Regions from separate parts of the Mus musculus genome. Here regions 2 and 3 are each linked to region 1. The links are chromatin contacts, called in public promoter capture Hi-C maps. All regions are on one chromosome and are shown on one strand. The core of a region is the stretch at or near the end of the contact, and the rest is flanking DNA. Distances in the headings are between cores, read along the strand shown.

What was found. Promoter capture Hi-C pulls out the DNA fragments that hold promoters and counts their contacts.
Region 2: a promoter capture Hi-C map of the 3T3-L1 cell line shows a contact between it and region 1, with 2.9 times the contacts expected there. The contact joins the enhancer-like site here to the promoter of Sparc in region 1. A contact is called at or near these places in 3 of 39 promoter capture datasets (the 3T3-L1 cell line, 3T3-L1-derived adipocytes and embryonic stem cells), 1 of 484 Hi-C or Micro-C datasets (uterus) and 2 of 115 datasets of contacts at active chromatin or transcription factors (embryonic stem cells and extraembryonic endoderm stem cells).
Region 3: a contact with region 1 is called in a promoter capture Hi-C map of hippocampal neurons, with 3 times the contacts expected there. The contact joins the promoter of Gpx3 here to the promoter of Sparc in region 1. A contact is called at or near these places in 3 of 39 promoter capture datasets (embryonic stem cells, hippocampal neurons and stem cell-derived epiblast-like cells) and 1 of 115 datasets of contacts at active chromatin or transcription factors (extraembryonic endoderm stem cells).

The regions. Positions count from the first base shown.
Region 1 is chr11:55,418,510-55,422,176 of GRCm38.p6, forward strand. Sparc (secreted acidic cysteine rich glycoprotein) reads right to left here and starts at 1,571. Exons shown (of 10, transcript NM_009242.5): 1 at 1,279-1,571.
Region 2 is chr11:54,883,218-54,886,884 of GRCm38.p6, forward strand. No RefSeq gene overlaps it. Among named protein-coding and RNA genes, the nearest start is that of Gpx3, 18 kb to the right of the region's middle. RefSeq lists an enhancer at 1-940. Within about 2 kb of position 1,929, at least 114 of the 459 cell types and tissues checked have an H3K27ac peak or open chromatin away from gene starts, as enhancers often do.
Region 3 is chr11:54,901,181-54,904,847 of GRCm38.p6, forward strand. Gpx3 (glutathione peroxidase 3) reads left to right here and starts at 1,674. Exons shown (of 5, transcript NM_008161.4): 1 at 1,674-1,872. The coding sequence starts at 1,786.

The sequences.
Region 1 (3,667 bases), core at 321-2,820:
CACCATTCTGGGGGTCTGCATCTGTTTGGGAATATCTTAAACCTAAAAGCTGTGGACACCCATCATCTCTTAAACACAAACAGAAACACTCATGCACGCGCACTCACATACACACACTAATTCCAGAGACTCTTTGAAGTTGCTTATTCGTAGACCACTTTATAGGCTCAATTAAGTGACCCTGCTTGGGAAGTCTTAGGGGAATTCGGGTACCCCAAAAGCTATCCCTCTTCCTTAGGACAGGAAGGCTACACTCAGGGGAGATGGCTATGTGAGATCGCCCACAAATTGCCTAAAGCTTGTTACCTCATGTAGGGTCCGCATCTCACTCCACTCCCTACACTAGGAAGGTTCTAGAAACTTAAAAGAGTTGTCAGTGGAGACACTCCCTCCCTGCAGGTGTGCTGTCTGTCCCTGAGGCAGATGCCTGATACCTGTTTGTCCCCCTTAGGTGAGGCTTATTTCCAGCCATTCTAGGAGTCACAGGAAGTTTACAGAACAGCTTGGAGCAGACAAGCTTTCAACAGGCTGAGTCTTGGATAGATTCAGTAGTAGCAAGAAAAGTGTCCTGGAGCTATATCTCTCTGTCTCCCTCCTCCCCATCACACCCTCCTCCCTGTCGTCTCTGGATTGTATCAAATTGTTGGCTTTCTCAGATGTCTAGATACGGTAGAAGCAATGTTAATGCCAGTGATGACCACCTCTCAGAATTAGGCTGGGAACAATGGCAACCCCAGGCTGGGAGAGACAATGGCATTTCAGACTGACTGAAATGCCACGGGGTGATGGGGTGGGGGTGGACAGAGATTGAAGGGACCAGAGCCTTCCCAGAGGAACTGACTAAAGGGAATGTCTTGCCTTGGCTGTTTACAGATCTGTTTATCCTTCTTGCAAAGTCCCATTTGGACAACAGTGCTCTGACCCAGAACTGGATGTCTGTTCTCCCAGAATAGGAAGCCAGACCCAACAGGCTGCCAGCCAGATTTTCTCTGGGTTGGCAGTCATGATGGGCAAATGAGGATCGGATTCTCAGAAAAGGAGGCAGCTGCCTCCGAGGGTGACAGAGGACAGACCAGTAGCCTCTGCCACCAGAGAACACAGAGAAAGCGGTCCCCGCAAACCATGGCTATTTTCTGCAGTGCTACAGAGACAACAAGTTCCCCTGTGAGTGAGCAACAGGTTTCCAGCTCACCTCCCCCTGAGACTGGTCATGGGGATGGGGCAGAGAGGAGATGATGAAGCTTACAGAAGGGCAGGGGCTGACAGGGAGGTGCATACCTCGGCACAGGCAGGCAGGCAGGCAGGCAGGCAGGCAGGCGGCAGAAGAGTTCTGGCGGTCTGAAGGGCTGCAGGAATGTGGAGGGGTTTAGAGGCGAGCAGCAGGAAGCCTCTTGGAGCTCTGGGCAGGGTCTGTCTCACCCTCCGCCTCCACTCAAAGGCCCTCCTCCTCCTCTGTCTCCTCCTTCCCCTGGCCTGCCTCCCCCTTCTCCCCAGAACCAAAGCTGTCTTTTCTTTCTCCCTTCCTTGCCTTGTGGTAGGCTGTGTGCTACCCAGACACCCTGGCCCCACCTGTCTCATCTGTTCTGGGGCTCCTGCCTAAACAGACATGAGGGTCAGGGCTGGAACAGCTGCTGGAATCACCTAGAACAGGCCAGGCCTTGTTCAGAGCCGAGGCTGCTGACTGAAGAGTCCTAGACATTAACCGAGAGAAGAGAGAGAGAGAGAGAGTCACAGAGGCACGGCTAAGCCCCTTGTCCTACTTTACACACAGCCAGCGAGTGAACTTGCCTGAGCACTCTCTTGGGCTTAGCAATGTACAGCAAGGCAGAGAGTGCACGCTGGCATGGCAGTGGGGGAGCAAAAGTACCCAGTTTTCTCAGTGCCAACAAAACAAGCTGCCACTGGTGATACTGGTGGCATCATCCTTGATAACGAGGCGAAGTCCCCTCTAGGTCTAGTGGCACCAACCACGGGTACGTGAAGGATTAGAACTAAGCTGGAAGACTTGCGCTGTCAGTACCTGACAAACTCAGAGCAATAATACTGATAGTCAGATCAGAAGCAATAGCAGGGTTGGTGGGGAAGCCACAGGCCTTTCATTTAGGTGTTGTTTGGTTTTGGAAGAGGTCGCACGTAGCCTGGGCTGACCACTCACTATGTAGCTGAGGATGACCTTGAACTATTGATCTTCCTACTTCTATCTACTTCCAGGGTGCTAGGATTACATGTGTGTGCTACCTACCATGACTATTTTATTTAGTGCTGAGGATTGACCTCGGGGCCGGGGGGGGGGCAGGGGGGGGTGTTAATGATTGTTAAGCAAGCATGCTACCAATGAAGCTGCATTTGCAGCCCAGACAGACACACCAGAAGAGGACATCGGACCCCATTACAGATGGTTGTGTGCCACCATGTGGTCGCTGGGAATTGAACTCAGGACCTCTGGAAGAGCAGTCAGTGCTCTTACCCGCTGAGCCATCTCTCCGGTCCCAAGAGGCCATTTTAATAACAGGGGCACAGGCTCACGCAGGGCAAACAGCTTACCCAGTAACACCTGACCAAAAGTGGTCTGAGAACGCTGAGTCTACATTTCAGCCCCACTCTTCTTTGGGGAACATGGACACTCCTCATCTATGCAGCAGCTCTTGACTGAACATTTTGGGCCTGCCTACCTGGGGAGGTACCAGAATAGACGTGGTGGCAGGAGTTTGGGGTGTGGCTAAAGGGATGCACCTCATGTGCAGAACCACTTCCTCAGTGATGCAGACCCCAAGGCTTCTCCCAGGGGGTCAGATCAGCAGAAACTTCCTGAAAGCGTAGATATCGAAGCAGCCATTGAGTTTGGATAACAGGGGACTGGAGAAGGTAAAAGAACAGTCTAGAGATAAGCTTATACACACCAGGATCCCTGCCTTCCCTGCCACGCCCTCATCTACCACACTCCTCCTGCTCTCCAGCCAAAGCAGTTTGGACTGGACCTTTCCTGAGCCTGGACCTTTCTCATCCTTCAGAACTCTATTCTAATGTCACCTCCTTAGATAAGCCCTCCTTGTCCACTCAACATATAAGTCTCCTTGCCTCTCTCACAGGAAGTAGACACCTCAACATCATCTCCCTCCCTCCCATACCGTATAGCACCATCTGCTGCCTTCCCTTGACAAGCAGCCCAGGAAAATGGGGGCTTTCATGCATCTGTCCGAAAGGTTTTTAGTTAGTTTTGCTTTGTTTGTAATCAGTGAGTGGCCTTCCACTATCCCGCCTGAAGAAAACAGAAGGGACTCTTTTCTTAGGGTTCCAGTCTGGGACAGAGACCCTCAGACCTCCTGAGTACCCGCACATTTTTCTGCAGAGAAGAGTTATGGCTTCCTTCAGGTTCTCTCTCCAAAGGGCCTGTGAAGAATCCTAAGGAGACTTTTGCACCTACATAAGACTCCTGAGTCTTCTCCTTGATCCAACAACTGGGAGCTTTAGGCCACCAAATTTGGGGTTCCAATAGACTCCCTAAGCATCTGCTCTGCCCATAGGACCGATGTCTATTTCCACAGGATTGCTTACTGCAGCTCTGGGCATTGAGGAGACTTAAATTAACTGAAGCCTCGTGCTTCAAACTAAGCAAAAAGAACTATACCTAGTACAGACTTTGGGTCATACCAAAGTTAGACCAAAG
Region 2 (3,667 bases), core at 679-3,178, 530 kb before region 1:
CCAAGTCTGCCTTCCAATCACTGTTTAAAAACCAATAAATCATTTTTGTCGTTATTGTTTGGTTTTGTGTTTGATTTTTCGAGACAGGGTTTCTCTGTGTAGCCCTGGCTGTCCTGGAACTGGATATTTAGAACCAGGCTGGCCTTGAACTCAGAGATCCTCCTGCCTCTGTCTCCCTAGAGCAGGTGAGTACCACTATCCATTTTTATCAGGTTCTGAGGATCAAACCCAGGGTCTTATGCATGCACTGTACCAACCGAGTCACATCCCCAGTGGCAATCCCAGTACAAACACAGACAGCTATCCTGGAGTCTCTGGTCTTTGATATTAAAGACCATGTGTCAGGTGAAACTTTGATCAAACAAATCCACTTCATGCTTTTTTGGTTTTGTTTTGTCAGCCTGCCTTTCTCTATAGCAGTGTCAACCATGTGCCTTTAAAGTTGGTAGGTTCCTTGGGAGCACTTTTACGCGGTTTCTCAAAGGATATCCAGCATGGATCTGCCAAATCTCAACTGTTCAGCAGAGGTACCGGGTTTCATGTCAATCCCGGCATCTCAGGGAATCCTCCAGGCACAGGAGCACAAGCGTGTAACGGAGAAGCTTGGTGTGGTGGCCTTGAGGTCACACAAAGCCATAAGGTAAGGACAAAAAGGACACACTACGTGGCAACGCACTCATCTCCTAAGTGATTCTGTCCTGAGTGATTGGCTATGGGGAGAAGTAAGTGATCGGCTGAACCAGACAGGACTCAGGTCCTGTGCTCTGTGTGTGTGTGTGTGTGTGTGTGGTGTTATACATTTGCGCCGAGCTGTGTGAAAGTCAGAAGACAACCTCAAGTGCTACTTTCCAAGTGTAGTTCACCTTCTTTTTCTTTTAAACAATTTTATATATATGTATTTTTTTTTTTTGGAGGGGAGTGCCCTGATCCATGTACACGAGACCATAATGCAGGTCAGAAGACTATGTCCACAAGTCAGTTCTCTCCTTTCGACATACAGGTTGGGAATCAAGCTCTCCTCAGATCTGTGGCAACGAGTGCCTTTACCCACTGAGCTGTCTTGCCAGCCCTCCCTTGTTTTGAAGCAAGGCCTAGATGAACTCTTCAAGATGGCTGGGCTGATGGTCAGTGAGCCCCAGGGATCTGCCTGTCTCTGCCTCTTCAGTGTTGGGACTGCAGATGTGGGCCACACACCCGTCTTTTTTTTTTTTTTTTTTTTTCATTTTGTGTGCATGCAAGTGCCTGGTGCCTACCAAACACAGAAGAGGGCATTGAGGATCCCCTGGAGCTGGAGTTAGAGACAGTTTGAGTTGCCCTGTGTGTACTGGGAACTGAACCTAGATTCTCTGCAAAAACAGGAACAGGAAGTGTTCTTAACTGCTGAGACATCTCTACAACCCCCACCCCCAGCTTTTAGAGAGAGAGAGAGAGTGAGAGAGAGAGAACGAGAGCACTCTAGGGATTGAACTCTGGTCTTCAAGCTTGCAAGACAAGCACTTTTCAGGCGCTAGCTCTTCCTGCCTCCCTCCAAGTGCTTTTGAAATCTCTCTTCTCATTTGATGTCACTATAGTGCTCTAATCATGGGGCTATTTGACCAAATAAAGAGGTAAGTCAACGTAATAGCCTTCAAGGGGCCACCTCTGACTCTTGAGGGCCTCCAGGGTTTGGGAAGCCCTAAGCAAGGCTGCAAGAGGAGCGGACGGAGGGCACTCTCCCCAAAGCCCTTTCAAGCCAGGTCTTTGAGCACCATAGGCTCCCAGCAGCCAGCCCTCCCAGTTTGTAAATTCTTGACCAGGAACCTCCTGTTCTCTCAAATTGCTCAAGTGGTGGAGGGGCCAATTTCCTGCGGTTTAATAAACAGGCTGTTTATAGCCAGGAGCAGTCACGGGGCAGCAACCAGCAGGGACAGGCCAGGAGGTCATGCTGCTCCTGGAGTCAGGCTCTTCATAAACACCCGCCCCTTCTCCAGTGAGCCTCCTGGGAGGGGACAGCTCTGAACACACGGCCCTTGCTGGGCAGAGCACCAAGAACCACACGTTTTCCTTCTTTTTACAATGTCTGCCTCTCTCCCTCTCCACTCTCCTGCCCATCCCCCTCCCTGCACCCCCTATCTTCTCTAGTGGACAAGGATGCCTTTCCAGAGGACCTGCACCTGGTACCTCTGAGTGGGCAATTGATCTTTCTGAGCTTCAGTTTTCTTGGTTCTCCTATTATCCTTCACCCTAACCTTCCCTCTAAGGAGAAATCCTTTCCCTTCCCTGCCTGTCTTCTCCAAACTTGTCCCCATTGCCACTGCTGGCCATGTTAAGCTGATTGCCCTTTTACTGCCTTGGGGGATGGACCAAAAAGCCAGGCTTCAAGCTCAAGACAACTGATTCTGATGGGGTCAGGCTGGCCTTGGCACGTTCCCACAAGGCCATGCCCTAGGGCTCTCTGCTTTTTAATAAACTGATCCTATCATCTGGAGGGTAGGTTGGGGTGGAGGAACAGTGTAGAACAGGAGGGCATAGATACTTTGCTTGTTGGCTTCTTCTGGACTTCTGTCTGGCTCTTCCATTGCCTTAACGGTAAGAAACTACCATGTGAATGGCAGGCAAGTCCCCTCCGTTGTCTGGACTACAAATGCAGGGCACAAAGTGAGCTCTCCAAGATGGAAGCCTGTTCTTCTTCTGTTATGATATAGTAGCTGAGGACTCCATCTTAGAGGGCTGAGGCCAGCCCTGTGAGCAACCTGAGGCTGATAAGACAATACAAAACACCGGCCTAGGATGTTGTCCCATGCCAGCAGAACTGAAGGTCCCCAGGAGCAGATGTAGCCTTTAAAAAGTTGCAGTCTTAAATCCATCCAAGGAGATTGTGGTTAGTTGCAGCTTTAATAAAATTTGGCTAATTAAAACTTGATAAGAGTTCAGGTGGTCTCTCCCGGTGGTCTCAAAGTCTGCAACAATGAAGAAGCACTCTAACCAAAAGCAAATTAAAGAAAGAAATGGTTTGTTTGTCTGATACTTCAGTTGATGATCCAACAATGAGTGATGTCAGGGTAAGAACTCAAGCAGGAACTTGAAGCAGAAATCAAGGAGGAAGGCTGCTTGATGCTTCACCCTGAGGGTCTAACTAACTTTCTTATACAACCCAGGCCCTCCTGCCTAAGGGTGGTGCTGCCCACAGTGAGCTGGGCTCTCCTGCATCAAAGATTAAGACAATCCTCCACAGGTATGGCCACAGGCCAATTTGATCTAGAAAATTCTTCAACTGAGGCTCCTTCTCAGATCAGTTATCTCAGTCTGTGTCAACTTGATGGACAGTTAAAGCTAACTAGGACAGATCCCATCTCCATTACCGAGAAGCCAGGTTTACTGAACCTCTCTATGCCTGCTTCCTTCATTGTAAATCAGCACCCAGCACTTAGGAGGTACAGTCAGGCAGAGTTTTGTGAGTTCAAGACTAGCACGGGTTATATAATAAGCACCAGGCTAGGCAGGGCTACATTAGGGACACTGTCACAAACAAATAAATATCCCCAAATTCTCCCCTTCCCCCAAAAAATGAGGACTGGAGAGATGGCTTAGTAGTTAAGAGCACTGGCTACCTTTTTCAAAAGGCTTGGAACCTCTCTAGAATGTTTGGTAAAGCCTTGACTTATGACTTTCTTTGGTCTATAACTAA
Region 3 (3,667 bases), core at 424-2,923, 520 kb before region 1:
CCAAACCAAACCAAACCAAAACCAATGCAACCAAGCACTGCTCATGGACACAGTCATTCAAAACCCAAAGCCTGAGTATTGTGAGTGGGTCACTCCCAGAGGATACAGAAAAAAAGGGCAACAGAACAACATGGACCAGAGACTGTCTTCTGGTAGGTTATCTGCCACAAATTTACTGCAGGAATTTTCATAAAGGACTGCAAGGTTGCTAGGCCTCAGGAACTTAAGGTTTTAGAATAGTGATATCAATTAAAAACCTACTGTGTCAGCTAGTCACATGCCTCCATGGTATAAGGGCTTCCTGGTCTCCAGGTTCTTTCTACTTCAACACAATGAGTTTATCCATTTATTTATTATTGTTGTGCTGGAGGTTAGAAGTCAACTCTCAGAAACCAGTTCGTTCCTTCCTTGCACCCTTGGTTCTGGAGATTAAACTCAAGTCATCAGTTGCAAGCCCTTTTATTACACAGCCTTGTGAGGGCTTTTACCTGCTGAGCCATCTCACCAGCCCCACCATAGAGCCAGGCCTTATGAGTGCAGAAAATTTCAAATTCCACGGGTCACATTAACTCCCTGAATCATAGTAAAAGCATGGTACTTCGAGGCATCTCTGAGTCAGGAACTTTTCAGAAGGCCACCTAATCTAGGACTCACACAACCAAGACTGGGGTCAGGGGCCTTCGAATCCCTTCTGCAATGAGTCTGAAGGCAGAGGCTCAACACAGTGGTTCTGATGTGCAGCCCAAGACTGTCCTAACAGCTCTCCAGCCCACTGTGGTAGCAAGGCAGGATGCACCAAACCTCTATTGCAGACCGGATTAAGCCTGGAAGCTCTCAATCTAGAGATGCCTGGCCTGACCTTATATGAAAGCACAAACAAATCTGATGATTTAATGATTGATTCAACAAATATTTAAACACCTGTTGTGTACACTCAAGAGACTCCTGGACTAGGCCTACTGCTTAGAAGCAAATCACATAGTCAGAGCCTGGGAGACCTTAGAGCTCATTAACCAATCCCATCATTATAGTAGAGGAAACTGAGGCTCAGAGAAGGGAAATAATGAGTTTAAGACCACAGAGATAGACACATAATTTTTATGTGCTAATTTAAAAAAAAGGTGGTGGTGGTGTATTTTCTGGTTCCTACTCTCCTGAGCTGTCACCCACAACCTAACCGAGAAGGCTGAATTTAAAATCACGTTCACAGATCCCTCTAGCTTGCTGATGCTGGGGATTGAATAAACCTATGGCCTCATGCGAGCTGGTCAAGTGCTGTACCACTAAGCTACATTCCCAGTTGGCGCAGGGTCTCAGTCTGTAGCTAAGGCTGCAGATTGCACTGAACCTACGCAATCCTCCTGTTTCAGCTTTTTGGATTCTGCGATTACAGGCGTGAGTCTCTACACCTGGCTCACACAGTGCTTATTATTTGCACTAACGGGTTCTATGTTAAGTCCTCGGGGCCCTAGGTTTTCAGAGCTTGGGGAAAAAAGCTGTGTCCTGGGTGTTGTCTAGAACCTTGGCCGCGCCCATCTCCTGTTCTTCCCAGGCAGCCGGGCCCCCTTCTCTTCCTCCTAGGCTTGTGTCACCGTCGCCCCGGTCTGGGGAGAGGAGGAAAAAGGGGCGGGTATGTCTTGCCCTTTAAATCTTAACCGCGTTGCCATTGGCTAGGAAGCCCCCGCCTGGCTGCGGATTGGCCACAGTGGATGGCTTGAAATGTGGCTGAGCGCTTCGGACACCTCAGACGGACGGTGGCCACCCCAAGACGCGCCCCAGCCCGCCATGGCCCGGATCCTCCGGGCATCCTGCCTTCTGTCCCTGCTCCTGGCCGGGTTTGTTCCGCCGGGCCGGGGACAAGAGAAGTCTAAGGTGAGTGAACCTCCGGAGCTCAAGAAGAGTCCATGGCACCCAGGTGTCCACTGCGCGACTGGGAGAGCCACTGCTTCCCCAGAGGCACCGAGAGCCTCACTTGTAACCCTCGGTCTCTGCGCTCTTCCAACACAGACCCGCGTGCTTCAGAGGGCAGTACTAACCCAGGAGGGCAGTCTTTCCCGAGTTTATACATTTTCTTCCACTGTCATCTTGGGGTCGCTGGTGGCCACAATCCTGAAAAAAAATTGCCGGGGAAGAGGGTGGGCCGATGGTTTCTTCACTCATCCCAGGGCGCTGGAGGCAGAGATCTGTGACAGGAAGAATTTTTATTTGGGGGCGCATCCCTTTCTGGGCCTCAGTTTCTCCATCAGCAGGGCGTAGCTGGAGAGGATGGCTGGAAGGCTATGGAACCCTGCAGTTGCTTTCCCTATTCACAGTTCACTGGCCTGCCATGCATGGAGCAGACACTGTAGCTAGAGAAGCCAACCCAGGCCAGGAAGTCTTCTGGAGCTTCATCTCTCCTAGTCTAGCTGTGGTACCCTGAACTGGAATAGAAATGGCGAGCCTGAGGGCAGATGCCCCGGCATGCTTATCTTCTTGGTCAGGCCTGTGCTGGGTGGGCTCTGTAGGCCTCTCCTCTTCCCTAGGGTGAGAATGCAGAAAGCATGAACCCAAAGAAAGAGACTGTGGTCCCCAACTTCACACACACCATGCACACCATGCACCCCTGCACACTTGCATGCGTGGGCACAAAACTGGGTAGGCTCTAGCTTTGAGTTTCTAAAATCCTCAGGGTCTTCCTTCTAAGATCTTGTATGTCCGAGAGAGAGAGAGAGAGAGAGAGAGAGAGAGAGAGATTGATTAGGGGGTGTGGTGTGGAGATGGGGTGGGGGTGGACGGGGGCACTAGCCCTGTGCCTTTAGTGTGGGAACTGCTTGGGTTGGGGGTTGAATCCTGTCCTGAGGAGGCTGCAGGAAAGCACACTGGCCTTGTGCTGTCCATAGAATGAAGGAGAGATGGGTGAGTTCAGAGGGAAGAGAGAGAGCAGTCTAGAAAAGTCTTAGGGTGTGGTGTTATCTTATCTCATAACTAGCTGAAGCTTCTGGCTCCTCACAGCCCAGGCATGCCCATCTGAGCTCCCAGGTCCTTGGAGTTAACACATTACAGCTCTGGCTTCTGGGATTCAACTGCTTGCCTGGATCCAACTTCAGAACAAGGGAACAGGGAGGGGACGTGTGCAGACCCAGTGTGATAAAGCCACTGAAAGATGTCCTCTACACTCAAAGGGAGGGGCAAGGACAGGGAAAGCCTCTGTCTGGTCCAGGTTACAGCTGCAGAAGGCTTTGCATAGCTGTGGACTACCAGCTGCTGACGTGGCATCCTAGTAACCACTGGTTTCTAGGTGACTGACTGCACAAGGCAGAGAGCATCATGGGAGCACAGGCTGACGTCAAGGCTGAAAGGCCTTAAGTGGACCTGAATCCCACTCCATCTTACAGTTGACAGGCTGGAATCCTGAGAAGGGGGAGGGATGGTCACACACTGCCAGAGGCCCAGCTGGGTCCAGCTGCCATCTCCAACCTCTCAGACCTGTCATGCTCCCAACATCTCACCAATGGGTGTAGGAAGATGGAATAGGGAAGACATGGACCAGTAGTAGCCCTAGGCATCCAGGAAGCTTAGCTCAGTGTATTCCCCCCCAGCCCCACCCCTTTTGTTCCTCGTTCCCTTTCAGTACTCTTCTCTGGCCTCCCTGGTGGAGGAATAGGGCTATGGGATTCTATGAACCCAG